Linked DNA regions of Sus scrofa: region 2 is linked to region 1. A link is a contact called in public Hi-C data. All regions are on one chromosome and are shown on one strand. The core of a region is the stretch at or near the end of the contact, and the rest is flanking DNA. Distances in the headings are between cores, read along the strand shown.

Region 1 (7,095 bases), core at 3,894-6,393:
CTTTTATGTTGTATGCAACCTCTACCTCTGAATATTGTCTTTCAACCAGTGGAAGGCAAAAGGAATTAATATTTAAAGGTGCCATTCTAAGAATAGACGGAATGTCAGCACTGGGTCAGGACCTCTGAAGAAGTACATCCAAGAAAATGAGGCTAGAGTAGCTGTAACTTAGAAACCACAGCAGAGTGTGACCAGGTTCTTGTGGTAAAGATAAAATGAGAAATGTGGTTTTTTAAGACATTGGAAAATAATGATGAGAGAAAAACAGGCTGAAATTTGAGAATTCCTATCAGAATTGGGAACCATTCTTCACAGGCTAAATTGATAGTTACCACACTGTGGCATCAGGGAACTTGACCTCCACATACTAATATAGAAAAGAATGATACTCTGTGGTCTTGGTTGGTGGGCCCAGAAGGGCTCCTTTTTTTATGATCAAGTGCCTTGTTTTTGTTTTTTTTAAATGATGATTTTAGCTTCTTCGGGAAGGTTTCATGTTGACTGTTTTGGTTGCAAGTACATACACAGATTACCTTCATTGATGGAGGTTTATTTTAAGCATATGTGAGAATATAAGCCAGTTTTCTTTCATGACTTCATTCATTCAGTAATTATTTCTGAGTACCTACTGTGTGCCTATGTGTACTTGGCTATACAATGATGAATAAGACAAATAAGGTAATTACCCTCATGGATCTAGGGGTTTAGTGGGGGAAATAGACAGTGAACAAGTAAACTAACGATGATGACAATAGCTGATTGTTAATATATACTTGCTACATGTTGGGCATTGTTCTAAGTATATAGCATGTATTATCTCATTTAATTCTCAAAATATCACAAAGTAGAGTATTAATATTATCTTCATTTCATACCTAAGGTAATTCAGGCACACAAAAGTAACATTCCCAAGACTACACAGCTGATAACTGTAACAAGATAAACAAGGAGGAAATAACTAGGATAATGTGATGTGTAGGAAAGGTCCAGGAAGGTCCCTTAGAGGAGATGACATTTGAGGATTTATCCTATGGAATGATTGGCTCATCCCATTCAAGAGCCACTAAGTTAGATCAGGTGACTTAACTTCTCTTTTACCTTTATTACCTAGACTTTCTGTGTCCAGAAAAGATAACTTGATGAATTTAATTTGCTGCTTCTCAGAGTTGAATACCCTTAACAAGCAGTAATCATAGAAAGCCACCTTAAAAGTAATTGGCCTTCTTCATGCACTGCTTTCATATAATAAGTAAAAATAATAAAATAGGAGTTCACTGGTGGCCTACTGGTTATGGACTCCATGTTGTCAGTGCTGTGGCTGGGGTTACTGATGTGGCTCAGGTTCGATCCCTGGCCTGGGAATCTCTGCATGCCTTGGGTGCAGCCATTAAAATTTATAAAAAAATTTAAATTAGTCATAAAAATTATGTTATCTAATATTTAATATGAATATGAGGTGAAAGTATAAGTTTTTAGAAAAAGAATATTAATAATTCCATTTGATACATATTAATTATTAGGATTCCATTGGGAATTTGAATAGTTTTTTTGTTTTTTTTTAACAACTGCACCTATGGCATATGGAAGTTCCCAGGCTAGGGGCTGAATCAGAGCTGCAGCTGCAGGCCTGTGCCACAGCCACAGCAACACTGGATCCAAGCTGCATCTACCACCTGGCAACGCCAGATCCTTAACCCACTGAGCATGGCCAAAGATCAAACAGAGACTGTGTTGGGTCCTTAAAACATTGAGCCACGATGGGAACTCCTGAATACCTTTTTTTTTTTGGCTTTATTAAGGCCACACTCAAGGCATATGGAGGTTCCCAGGCTAGGGGTCAAATTGAAGCTACAGCTGCTGGCCTACAACACAGTCACAGCAGTGCAGGATCCGAGCCACGTCTGTGACCTATACCCCAGCTCACAGCAACACTAGATCCTCAACCCACTGAGTAAGGCCAGGGATCAAACCCACAACCTCATGGTTCCTAGTCAGATTTGTTTCCGCTGTGCCGCGACGGGAACTCCCTGAATACTTTTTAATATACTCTTGTAGTAAAAGGCACTATCATCAAATTCCTTTTTATTGTTTTCATTAGAGTAAGTCTATGAAATGTGAACTTAATTCACTCTTGGAGAAAAAACAATTCCAGTAGTGTATATTGCTAAATCATTTAAAATGTAAGTTTAATGAAAACAATTTATGATTGTAAAATGTGTATTATTTTTTCTTTTTTTTTTAAATAAGTGCTCTAAGCCCTGTGAAGGATGACCCACTTCTATCCTGAGTAATCCAGAACAATTGGTGTGTAAACTTTCCATTCTAAAGTTGGCAGATTTTTTAGGATTATCCACCCCTCAGCATTTAAGTAATGTTGTATTGGGTTCTTCTTGTGCCCATGGTAGCAGAGGAGAAGATTTGGAGCAACAAAAACATCAGAAAACACTAGATTTCCAGGCTCACAGCTCTGAGTGAGGGATGCACTTGAGACTCTCCTGGACCATTTCTGCTCCATGTTTTCCCAACTTGTTGTCGAAAAGAGCGAAAATGTGGTGTGGTGAAGTAATGGTGACTAATCCCATTATAGGCTTCTTCAGAAGGAGTAATGCTTCTCCCAGCCTGCTCCCATTTTTTTTTTTTTTTTTTTTGTCTTTTTGCCGTTTCTTGGGCCACTTCCCACAGCATATGGAGGTTCTCAGGCTAGGAGTCTAATCAGAGCCGTAGCCAGCAGCCTACGCCAGAGCCACAACAACGCTGGATCCAAGCCGTGTCTGCAACCTACACCACAGCTCACGGCAACGCCAGATCCTTAACTCACTGAGCAAGGCCAGGGACCGAACCCGCAACCTCATGGTTCCTAGTCGGATTCGTTAACCACTGCGCCACGACGGGAACTCCCCCATTTTTTTTTTTTCCATAGTTTAGTTCTTAGCTGGAGTTGATACATTGTAATAGAAAATTATTCATTTTTCATTGTCAGCATCTGGATTCTCAGACTCAGATAATTGCTAGGAATAGATTTTGCCATAGCTAAAACAATCCTGTCCTCACTGTCACTGGCCCAGGCACTTCTGTAAAGCCATCACTTGTTAAATGTACAGAGGATCTGGTTCTTTTCTCTATTACCAGAGGTATCCTATAGCAAAAGGACACTAGGGAAACACAGTGGTGAGTTGAAAGCCACCAAAATCTGTTTTGAAACTTAAAAATCCAGGTTCATTGAGGATATAAGAAGCTGCTTATGTGCCTAGAATCCCTCTCGCTCCTTCAGTCCCTTCATGTTTTGATTACAGGAAGCCATCCAGCAGCACTTGACCTGGTAACTGAGGAAGCCATTTCACAGCCCACTGGTCCCCTGACTCGTTTAGAAGTTGGAGTCAGAGGTTATGGAAGTAATAATCGGGCCCAGATTCTCCCTGTCAGGAAAGACCTTACTTCCCCACCCCCACCTGACTGCAAGTTAAGAGAAATTTATCTGTTGCGAAACCATTCAATAAGAGGAAATGAAGGAACTCCCATCCTTGCCTGAAGTATTATCATGACCCAGTGATATTAGTTCTGTTTTCATGGGAGCTGCTTTTACGGCTAGCTAGTATAAACTGGGGGTATAATTCTCCACACTAAAATATTCCCCTCAGAGATATTATTTGATTTATTTTAATCTGTAAATAATATAAAGACTGTTTACTTGGTCCAATCCAAGCCTTGATAGTCCTTCCTATAGCAGCACTCTGATAAGCCCCTGAGTACTCACTCCTCTGGCTAGCAGGCAGACCTGCAAATCTGCAGTAACAGGTAGTTTCCTATTAGCAATGTAAAGTAGCTCATCAGAAGTTAAGAAATTTTAGTTCATCAACAATAGAACAATTTAAATTCATCAGTGCTTTTAATTTCTCCCCTAATTTTCTCAGAACTCTAGAAGATCTCTTGTGCTGGCGGCATAGGCCTGGCACGAGAGCAGGAAAGAATGACACAGCCTGGCACCTTTAACCAGAAGGTCTTTAATGAACTGGGATGGGGGTGGAGGGGAGGAAGGGGAAGGAAGATGGACAGATAGATTCTTGGCAGCCACACAAAGGTTCTTCTTCCCTGAGAAAAGTGAAATGAAAGTCAAATGAAACTTCTGTTATTTTGATTTGCTAAGATGTCTGTCTGTCCTTAGCTTTCAGCCCCATGGCAGGTGCATCTTTGCGGCCAGTGCCCCACAAAACAGATTGTTTCTCAGGATCCCTCCAGAGGGGTTATAGCCAACCAATTCCCTGTCTGAGACCATAGTTGAGATTTCTTTCTTCAACTATTGGATGCAGTTCTGACCAACACAGTGGAAACTGCTTTATGAGAACATGTCTTGAGTATGTACATTTAGGATACTCAGGATTACTCAGTTCTGGGGCTACAACAGTAGGTAATGCCATTTTCAGAGTGGCCATAGAAGCAGCCTTGAGTTTATCCCTTTGTCACTAAATAACATCAACAGCAAAGGTCTTTCTTAAGGCCCTTGTGTTGTATCTTCGAAGTAAAAACCATTGGTAGGGTTGATAGTGCCGATCTCATAGGGTTATTAGGCAAATCTAGTGAAGTAATAGGCGTAAAAGCCTGGCTATATATAATTCATTTTCATTAAGTCTCATTCTCTTTCAGCTCCAATTTTCTGTGATTTTTGCTTCCCTCCTACTTTATGGCTTTTTTTGGAAAGTGATAGTCTTCCTCTTCTTTCTCTTTAAATGATGTCAGAGCTGAAGATCTTGAGGACTTTTCAGTCTCTCTTATTTTCTTCTATTTGCTTACACTGCAGTTTTTGGAGATTAAAGACATTTGATGATTTTCTGCATGACTATTACCCATTTTGTGTTAGCCACTTCACTCATGGCTTAGTTTGTTCAGAGAATAGCCTGAGAAAGCTTTTCTTTTCTTTTCTTTTCTTTTTTTTTCATGTATAAGCTATTTTCTCACTTCCTGTCTATACCCTCTTTCCTCTGGCTGCCAAGATTTTGAAAATTCAAGGTATGATGGCAGGCCTGAGCCAGTTAGGCCTATCCAGCTTGTGTTGTTCCTGCTCTTAGCTCTAGCCGTACAGTGATGTGCTCAAGGTAATGAAAAGCAGACATTCTCTGCTGAGGTCATTGCTCGTCACACTGGCAGCTTGCTCCAGGAAGCTGTTTATCTGTGCTTGCTGAGCCAAGCTCCAGCCTCCAAACAGTTGGAATGTATTGAGAAACCACAGAGCCCAAAGAGAGAATGTTACACAGGCAGTTCCAGGCAGGGAGTGTATATTTACACCACACAAGCTGCAGTTTACATGTGTGGGGATAATTGTTCATCTGCTCATTCTCAGACTTCACCTTCCAGGCAATATATATGCCCTCTCAAGGGGGCTTAACGGAGAAAGCTGCACTGCTCCGTCCAAACTGCCCTAAACATCCACTAACTTGCCATAAGGAATAACAAGTATTATAGAAAATTTGATGTAAAAATTACCTTTTTAAAGTAGTGGGTTTTATTTTTTTTTGTTTGTTTTTTGTTTTTTTTGCCATTTCTAGGGCCGCTCCCACGGCATATGGAGGTTCCCAGGCTAGGGGTTGAATTGGAGCTGTAGCCACCGGCCAATGCCAGAGCTGCAGCAACACCGGATCCGAGCTGCGTCTGCAACCTACACCACAGCTCACGGCAACGCTGGATCCTTAACCCACTGAGCAAGGCCAGGGATCGAACCTGCAACCTCATGGTTCCCAGTCGGATTCATTAACCACTGAGCCACAACGGGAACCCCTTAAGGTAGTGTTTTTCTGAGTCATTTTTTATTGTTTAGAATCTTAAACCATACAGACCCGACGATCTCGAAAGCATCCCAAAACACTGTTCCTTGCATGGCTTTTCCAACTAAATATTTCTCTTCATGTCTTTATCAAAAGCAATTATTATTATAGAGCTTCAAATGCAGCCTCTATCAATAGGAATATAGATATGGTCATGCACCTATAAGGGGATGTAATTTGCTTGAGGAGATAAGGCTTGTTGATAAATCCATTAAATGGCATTAAATTGTGCTCTGAGATCTGAGAGTAAGGTGAAGCAATGGTACTGGAGTAGTTACATCATAGAGGAGTTTGTCTTGACCTATATGGTGGTTAATTTTATGTGTCAACTCATCAGGCTAAGGGGTACCATGTTAGCTGGTAAAATGTTATTTCTAGATGTGTCCCTGAAGGTGTTTTCAGAAGGGATTAGCATTTGAGTCAGTAAACTGAATAAAGAAGATTACTCTCACCAGTGGATATGGGCATCATCTAATCCATTGAGGGCCTGATGAGAACAAAAAGGCTAAGAAAGGTAAATTTGCTCTCTTTGCTTGAGTTGGTGTGTCCATTTTCTCCTGCCCTCAGACATCAGCACTTCTGGTTCTCAGGTCTCCAAACCTGAACTAGAACTTACACCACTAGCCCCTGATTCCTGGGACTTTGGACTCGGACTAGGATTTAAACCACTGGCTTCCCTGGCTCTTAGGCCTTCAGGCTTGGTTGAATTACACCACTGACTTTCCTGGTTCTCCAGATTGCAGATGGCAAATCATGGGACTTCTTGGCCTCCACTATCACAATTCCATAATCACATAGACTAAATCTCCATATATATATATTAGAGAAGCAAAAAGAAAAAATATTTTTATGTGGCACAAAAGCACTGTGGCCTAGTGGTTAAGAACACAGACTTTTGGAAGTTCCCTAGTGGTCTAGAAGTTAAGGATCTGGTGTTGTCACTCTGTGGCTCTGGTCATTGCTGTGGTGTGGGTTCAGTCCCTGGACCAGAAACTTTTGCATGCCACAAATGCAGCCAATAAAAAAAAGAGAACACAGACTTTGGAATCAGATCTATGATCGAGAGCCTGCCACTTAACTAGTATGTGATCTTGGGCAGGTTGCTTAGCCTCATCTATAACATCAGACTCATATAAAAATGTAAAATTCCATGTTGCTTGACTGATAGAAGGATTAAATGTGATAATGAATGTAAAGTTCCTAAGATATACTCAGAGTTGAATAAATGATAGCTACTGCTACTATTGTTCATTCATTCAACTAATATTTACTGAATGCC
Region 2 (6,167 bases), core at 95-2,594, 67 kb before region 1:
AGCTGTGGTCTACAGACCCCTCCATTCCGAACCCCACAGCTTCATAGGGGCTACGGGGAGAATGGGAAGATTCGGATCTTCCCCGGCTGAACAGAGGTGTGTGAACAGGGTTGGGGTTCAAAGATCAAACTTCTTTGATCTTTGGGCACAAACTAGAGGCAGCTGCTAAATCACGGGCTGCCCCCATGGTCCTAGGCGGCTGCAGAGAAACAAGATTCCGCTGGAGCCGTAATCACACACAACAGTTGCGTACGGGCACCAAACAAGTTATTAATAAGGAGCAGATGAAGCAGCAGTCCTGCTGCCATCCCTCCAGCTCCCCAGAGGGCCACTGCGCGGGCCAGGAGGCTTCCTTCTCAGGTTCGGCGATACCCGCCCCCCTATCCCGGCCAAAACGGATCTGAGCGAGCCTTCCAGCAGTTTCTTCCGTATGTCCCTCCTCTGCCCCCTTTCCAACCCTGTCTCCCGCCCCCCTCCCCCGCCCCACGAAGGATCCAGGGCAGGGAGCTGATTGGTCGCAGCCAGGAGAGGGAACCCAAAACACCACTAAGTGGAGATGCTGCGAGTAAGCAGTGCCCAAAGACCCTCGGCCAGAGCATGGTCTGGAGTCCGAGGAGCCGTTCCTCGAGCCGATGGACCCCCGGAGCTCATGTATTCCGATTCCACTGGAGCTTCTCTCCGAAATCCGCCCGAGACCCCCCCTGGAAGGAGGGCTTTTAACAGTTTATGGTTTAGCGACCATCCTTCCCGGCCTCCCTTTCTTCGCATGCATTCATTCGCACCAAGGACACAGGGACCCTGTCTAAACCTCAAAGGGAAGCACCTCAGGCTCTTCAAAGAGCAGCGAGGGAAGGCGAGCGAGCGCCTACGATCTTCCCCCAGCCTGGCCCAGCCCCGAGCCCAGGGAGCTCCTCTGCCGCTGCCCGGTCTCGGACTGGAGGCGCTGGGGGAGCTCCCGGTCCCCTCCCCGGCATGCAATCTCCGGGCTTCTCTTTGGAGTGAGGGCGAGGGGTCTCAGGCCCTAGCCTGAACCATCCCGCTCTCGGGACGGTGGGTCCTGCAGCGGCCGGACCCGGGGACAAACTTTCCCGGCCGGCCGGTCGGCGAGGGCGCGGCGGCGCCCCTTACCGTGTGCGCAGAGCAGGGCGCCAAGCAGCAGCGCGCCCCACGACCGCCTCATGGTGCCGCGTCCGCCGCCGCCGGCGCTCCCTGCCGGCCTGGGGTCCCGCCGGCTCCCGCGGGACGGCGCGGCGGAGGGAGTCGGAGGTGGGTACCCGAAGGGAAGCGTCTGGGTCCACCGCGGCGGGCGCGCCCCTAAGTCGCCCTCCGGCCGCTGCTGCCTCCTCCAGTGCTGCCGGAGCCGAAGCCGCCCCACCAGGGGACCGGGAGGGGGTGTCCCAGGCCCGGCCGCCCCGCCCCCCGCGCCGCAGCCCCCGCCACCGCCACCGCGCCTGGTCCCGCCCCCAGCGCCGGCCCGTCCCCTTCCCGCCCTCGGCCCCCGCCCCCCGGTCCCTGGACCCCACCCGCCCGCGCCTCCAGCGCTGGCCCTGCTCCTCTTCAGGCCGCCCCCACATTCCTAGCTCTCGAGAGATGCCCCCTTACTGTCCCCATTGCTACCACTCGAAAGTCCTTAGCTTAAAAAAAATACTATCCTAGCGGCAACTCTTGGATCCCGCTCTCTAGCTCTATGCCAGAGAGGGGCACCCGGGCTGACCCTAGTCGTCTGGACGTGACCCCGGCCCCCCTACCGGCCCCAAGTCCAGACTTTATTGATGTCTCAGAATACACAAGACTGGCTAATGCATAATCCTCTCGGTCTTTATGGACATCAAACAAGGGACATCAGGGGGCCTGGAGTGCTGTATCTTAGCTAGAGTTCTCACCGTCAAAATTCCTCTTCTGAGATTTTCTTCTTGCTCCCCCCCTCCCCCCATGCCGTCTAGGCAGCGTTGTTCTGGGGCTAAATCATTCCACGAGCTCTCCTTTTCATTTACTCATTTCCTGAGGTGGTTGTCTGGGTCCTGTCGCCCCAGCTCAGACGTCCAGAATTGGCCCAGACGTAGTTCCTCCTCGCTGTCTTTGTCAGTCAGAGTCGTTAGCCTCTTCACCTTCTTTGACTTTCTGATCCTGCCGAGGAAGGAAGGGGGTAAGGAAGAAAGTCCTTACTTGCAGTTGTACTCTTGTCAGAGACCTCAGCCTCCTTCTAGCTTCAGTCTGTACAGCCTTCTAGCAAGATTTAACTTTTGAGTTAAATAACCTAAAGTTATAAATTCCTCTCTTGTCAGCCTTGTGGTCTCTGCCTCTCCCCAGTGCATATTAATAATGTGCATTAATTTTGTTACCACCTTCCATTTTCCAGGTTGAGTCTTGTCTTGCTACTTTTGTCCAAGTCCGCAACTTCCTCAGGGTCCTGTGAACCACTTTTCCCTCCAAGCTAGTATGCCGACGGTTCCTGGCTTTGGGTCATCTGCCATTTTGTTAAACCACTTTCTTCTCACTAGTAAAGAGAGTCAGGAAGACCCAAATGCCCTGTGTTCACCGGGGGGGTAAGTAATTTGGTATAGTGCAAAGAGGATATTAGGAGGTTTCTCCAATGGATTGGTTGCCATTTCATCTTTACAATTTTTCAAAGGCTTTCACTTCAACTTACCATCTTTGACCAAAGCTAACATTAACTTTGCAACAGCAACCAAAAAAAAAAAAATGTGGTGTTAACTCCTTCTTAGCTGGTACTTCTCCATTATGTTCTGCCTGAAATTTTCAAGCAGATGAAATGTGGTTGAACTAACATCACCATGGTAACTAACAGGGAGGCATTTTCTGTGTGTGTAGTTCTTTCTGCTGACTGTAGGCGGCAGTGGAGTCAGGTCATGTTTATAGATCTTACTGCTAGGAAAGATGTCACCCTTCAAGGCCTATGTCATCGTAGCCTAAAATCCAAGGAGAAGATAATGAAAAAGTAAAGACTGATTCTCAGTCCCCTCTCCCAACAACGGTTTTGATGCAGGCTTCTTTGGTTTCAGGGTTTCAATAAATGTTGCTTACAAAGGGTCACTTTTCATCCTGTCGAGGAAGACTTTATGATTCTGGAGACCATGTATATTTTTTCCACATGAAGACTAAGGACATGTGGTATAATGAATACATTTTTCTCCCCAAATCCAAGACAAGCAGCCACCATACTTTCAATGTCAGGGGATTAAGAATCTATAAACAATTTCCACTCTGTATTCACAGGACAGGTTCCTTTCCAGAAGGCATGATTTGTGTTGTTTTTCTGGGATTGAGGAGGAACAGGGAGGCTGGCTGTCCCTGTCTGACTCAGGCCCAAGAGACTGCATTTTCTGTGTGCATCCCTCCTCCTCCACAGTTCAGCACAGTTCTGGTGCACAGAGCCATCCCTAGCTGCTGTGAGTCACTGGGAATATCAATGGGTAGAAGGGAACTTCGTGCATAGTCCCTGGCTGGGTCACCCCCTAGGGTGAGTTAAGTCTTGGCTGTCAGAAACTGCTCTTGTGCCAGGAGTGCTAAGCCATATTTATTTTTACCAGGCCTCTCAGACTTTCTTGTTTGGAGTGAAAGATCCTGAAAAGCATGCCAGAATGGGCTGTTTGTCTCCCTTTTATTGTCCTTTGGGACATTCCCCTAGAAAAGTTGTAGGGGGTTGCCAATTCCAGAGGGGTCTCAGAGACATTGGTTTCCGCAGAAACACCACCCGTTTCCCTCATCCTTCTAGGACAGACCAGGGCACTGAATTTCCAAGATCAGAATATTGTCCTGAATTAGACCATCACTAATGGCCTTTTTGAAGGGAATACAGGGAGTGCTACAGAAACAAGATAGAAATGGGCACGATTTTGATCCAGTTGGGTTGGTAGAGTCCTCTTGCAACCCAGGCATCATCAACCTGAATTTCTAAACATAACTCTTCTGAAAGAGAAAATGGCTTTCCATTTCACACTTAAAAACAGTGGTTCTCGATCAAGAGTGATTTTGCAGACATGGGACAATACCTGGAGACATTTTGGGGAGTGGGTATGACTGGCAAATAATGACTAGAGGCTAAGGATGCTGCTAAATATCCTACAATAAACAGGACATCCCTCCTCACAACAAAGAATTATCCAGCCCCAGATAGTAATAGTGCTGAGATTGAGGGACCCTGATTTAAACGATTAAGAACATGAGTCTGCAAAGAATTGCTCCATCTTCTCTGTAGAACCACTGTCTTGTAAAAATGGAGGGAAGGAGTTATTAAAGTTATAGAAGGGAAAACTAAAGAAAGCACAGCTAAAAGAGCTAAAGAGTCCTAGACCTATCTGCCTAGGTATACCTACTTCTCATATTTACTCACTTAGTAAAAGTAAGTATTTATTATGGGTATATTATGTGCCACGTACTGTAGTAACAGGGGTAGACAGATGCATTGGGTCCCCGGACCTTACAATCTGATGGTTGGGAAGGCTACATGTACGTAGAAGCATCAAAAGAATGATGTCACAAATGAATTTAAAGCTACAAAAGAGGAGTTACCTGGTGCTCAGTGGGTTGAGGATCCTGCATTGTCACTGCTGTGGCTCAAGTCACTGCTGTGGTGTAGGTTCGATTCCTGGCCCAGGAACTTCTGCGTGCCTCAGGTGCAGCCAAAAACAAACAAACAAAAAAGAAAAACAAGCTGCAAATGATAGGGAAAAGTACAAAAAAAGTACAGAATTCTATGAAATGACAGATGGTTTAGATTTGGGGGTTCAAGGCCCGAGAGAGACACTTAATACTTAAGCTGAGTGAGATTCATTAGGCTGGGAGTTCCCACTGTGATGCAGTGGATTGAGGATCTGGCATTGTTGCAGCTGTGGCGTAGGTTTCAGCTGCTGCTCAGATTAGATCCCTGGTCTGGGAACTTCTGTATTGCCATGGGTGCAGCTGAAAAAGGAAAAAAAAAAAAAAAAAAGAAGGAAAAAAGGCTAAGAGTGGATGGGGCAAGTCTCCTAGGCCGAAGGAACCACATGTACAAAGGCCCTGAGCCAGAAGTCTATAGGATTTATCGAGAAATATCGCTAACTTTTAGCAATGGGTATGCTTTTATCTAGGTTCAGGGGCCTTTGTTTGGAGATCAGAAGAAAAAATGAAAGTATAAAGGAATAGTCTGATTTGCTTTTCTGTGCTTACTTTAATTGCAAACCCTCCACAACACCACTTCTAGGACCACCACTTTTCATGTTCCAGTTCAGCAGCAGCATTTGAGTCAAGATCTGGGTACCATGGCTGTTTCAGTTCCCTGGCCTAACCTGGGGCATGCCCTGAAAAGAGGGACTTCTTAGCATATTTTTTTTTATCTCCTGAAAGCTCAGTACACACCTGGCACATGTAAGTAGAGGCTTGGTAGCAAACTTCTCAGTACATTTTGCATATTTCAGCAGCAAAGACGAATTCAGAGTGGTGGACAAACCAAAGGATCAATGAAGAAATACTCTTCAGTAACAAACATGAATTAAGCATCTATGTAAATGGTCTGTTTTCACACATGCCCCTTTATAACTCACTTTCTACGCAGGAGCCACACTGACTTCTAAAAACCAGATCAGCTCATGTTATTACTGGGCTTAAAACCTTCCAATGGCTGCCTACTGTACTCAGAATAATATCCATACTTTTCATGTGTCCTTCAAAGTCTTCATGACCTGGCCTCTGCCTACCTCTTTGATGGCTTTTCCCCTTCCGCATTCTGCTCTAGCCACACTGGCTTGCTTTCAGCTCTGCAACATGCTATCATTGCCGCCCCCCCCTCCCTTTTTTCTTTGGCAGGAGCTATCTCTTAGAATGCTGTTCCCCCAGACTCTTCCATGGCTGGTTTCAACTCCGTGTCACAGCCTCAGAACTTACCCACCCACCCGCCCACATTTGCCTTGTTTTCATCCACGGCATTTACCCTATTTTTTTTAGGAGATTGAATAAAGTTTCATGGAAGTAGTGGCATTTTGCCGAGGTTTTATAGGCTGTATAAGAGTTTACTAGACAAAGATGTGGGAGAGGTACATTCTAGGTGGGGAGAAGTGCTTATGCCAAAGCAAGAGGGTATGAGAGAGCTCAGTATGTTTGGGGATAGCGTGTGGGAAAGTATGGCTAGAGTATTAACTGTGTAAGGAAGGGTGAATGGCAAAGTGGCT

The links. Hi-C and Micro-C count contacts between places; a contact is called where the count stands out from the background.
Region 2: a Hi-C map of embryonic fibroblasts shows a contact between it and region 1, with 2.9 times the contacts expected there. The contact joins the promoter of LRP4 here to the enhancer-like site in region 1. A contact is called at or near these places in 3 of 47 Hi-C or Micro-C datasets (embryonic fibroblasts, liver and mesenchymal stem cells) and 1 of 2 datasets of contacts at active chromatin or transcription factors (skeletal muscle).

The regions. Positions count from the first base shown.
Region 1 is chr2:15,546,914-15,554,008 of Sscrofa11.1, reverse strand. The region is part of intron 2 of C2H11orf49 (chromosome 2 open reading frame, human C11orf49); the gene reads left to right. Among named protein-coding and RNA genes, the nearest start is that of C2H11orf49, 56 kb to the left of the region's middle. Within about 2 kb of position 5,143, at least 30 of the 83 cell types and tissues checked have an H3K27ac peak or open chromatin away from gene starts, as enhancers often do. A contact at or near this core is called in embryonic fibroblasts and liver, where this site is marked.
Region 2 is chr2:15,611,314-15,617,480 of Sscrofa11.1, reverse strand. It overlaps LRP4 (low-density lipoprotein receptor-related protein 4), which reads right to left and starts at 1,344. Exons shown (of 38, transcript XM_021085230.1): 1 at 1,129-1,344. The coding sequence starts at 1,180.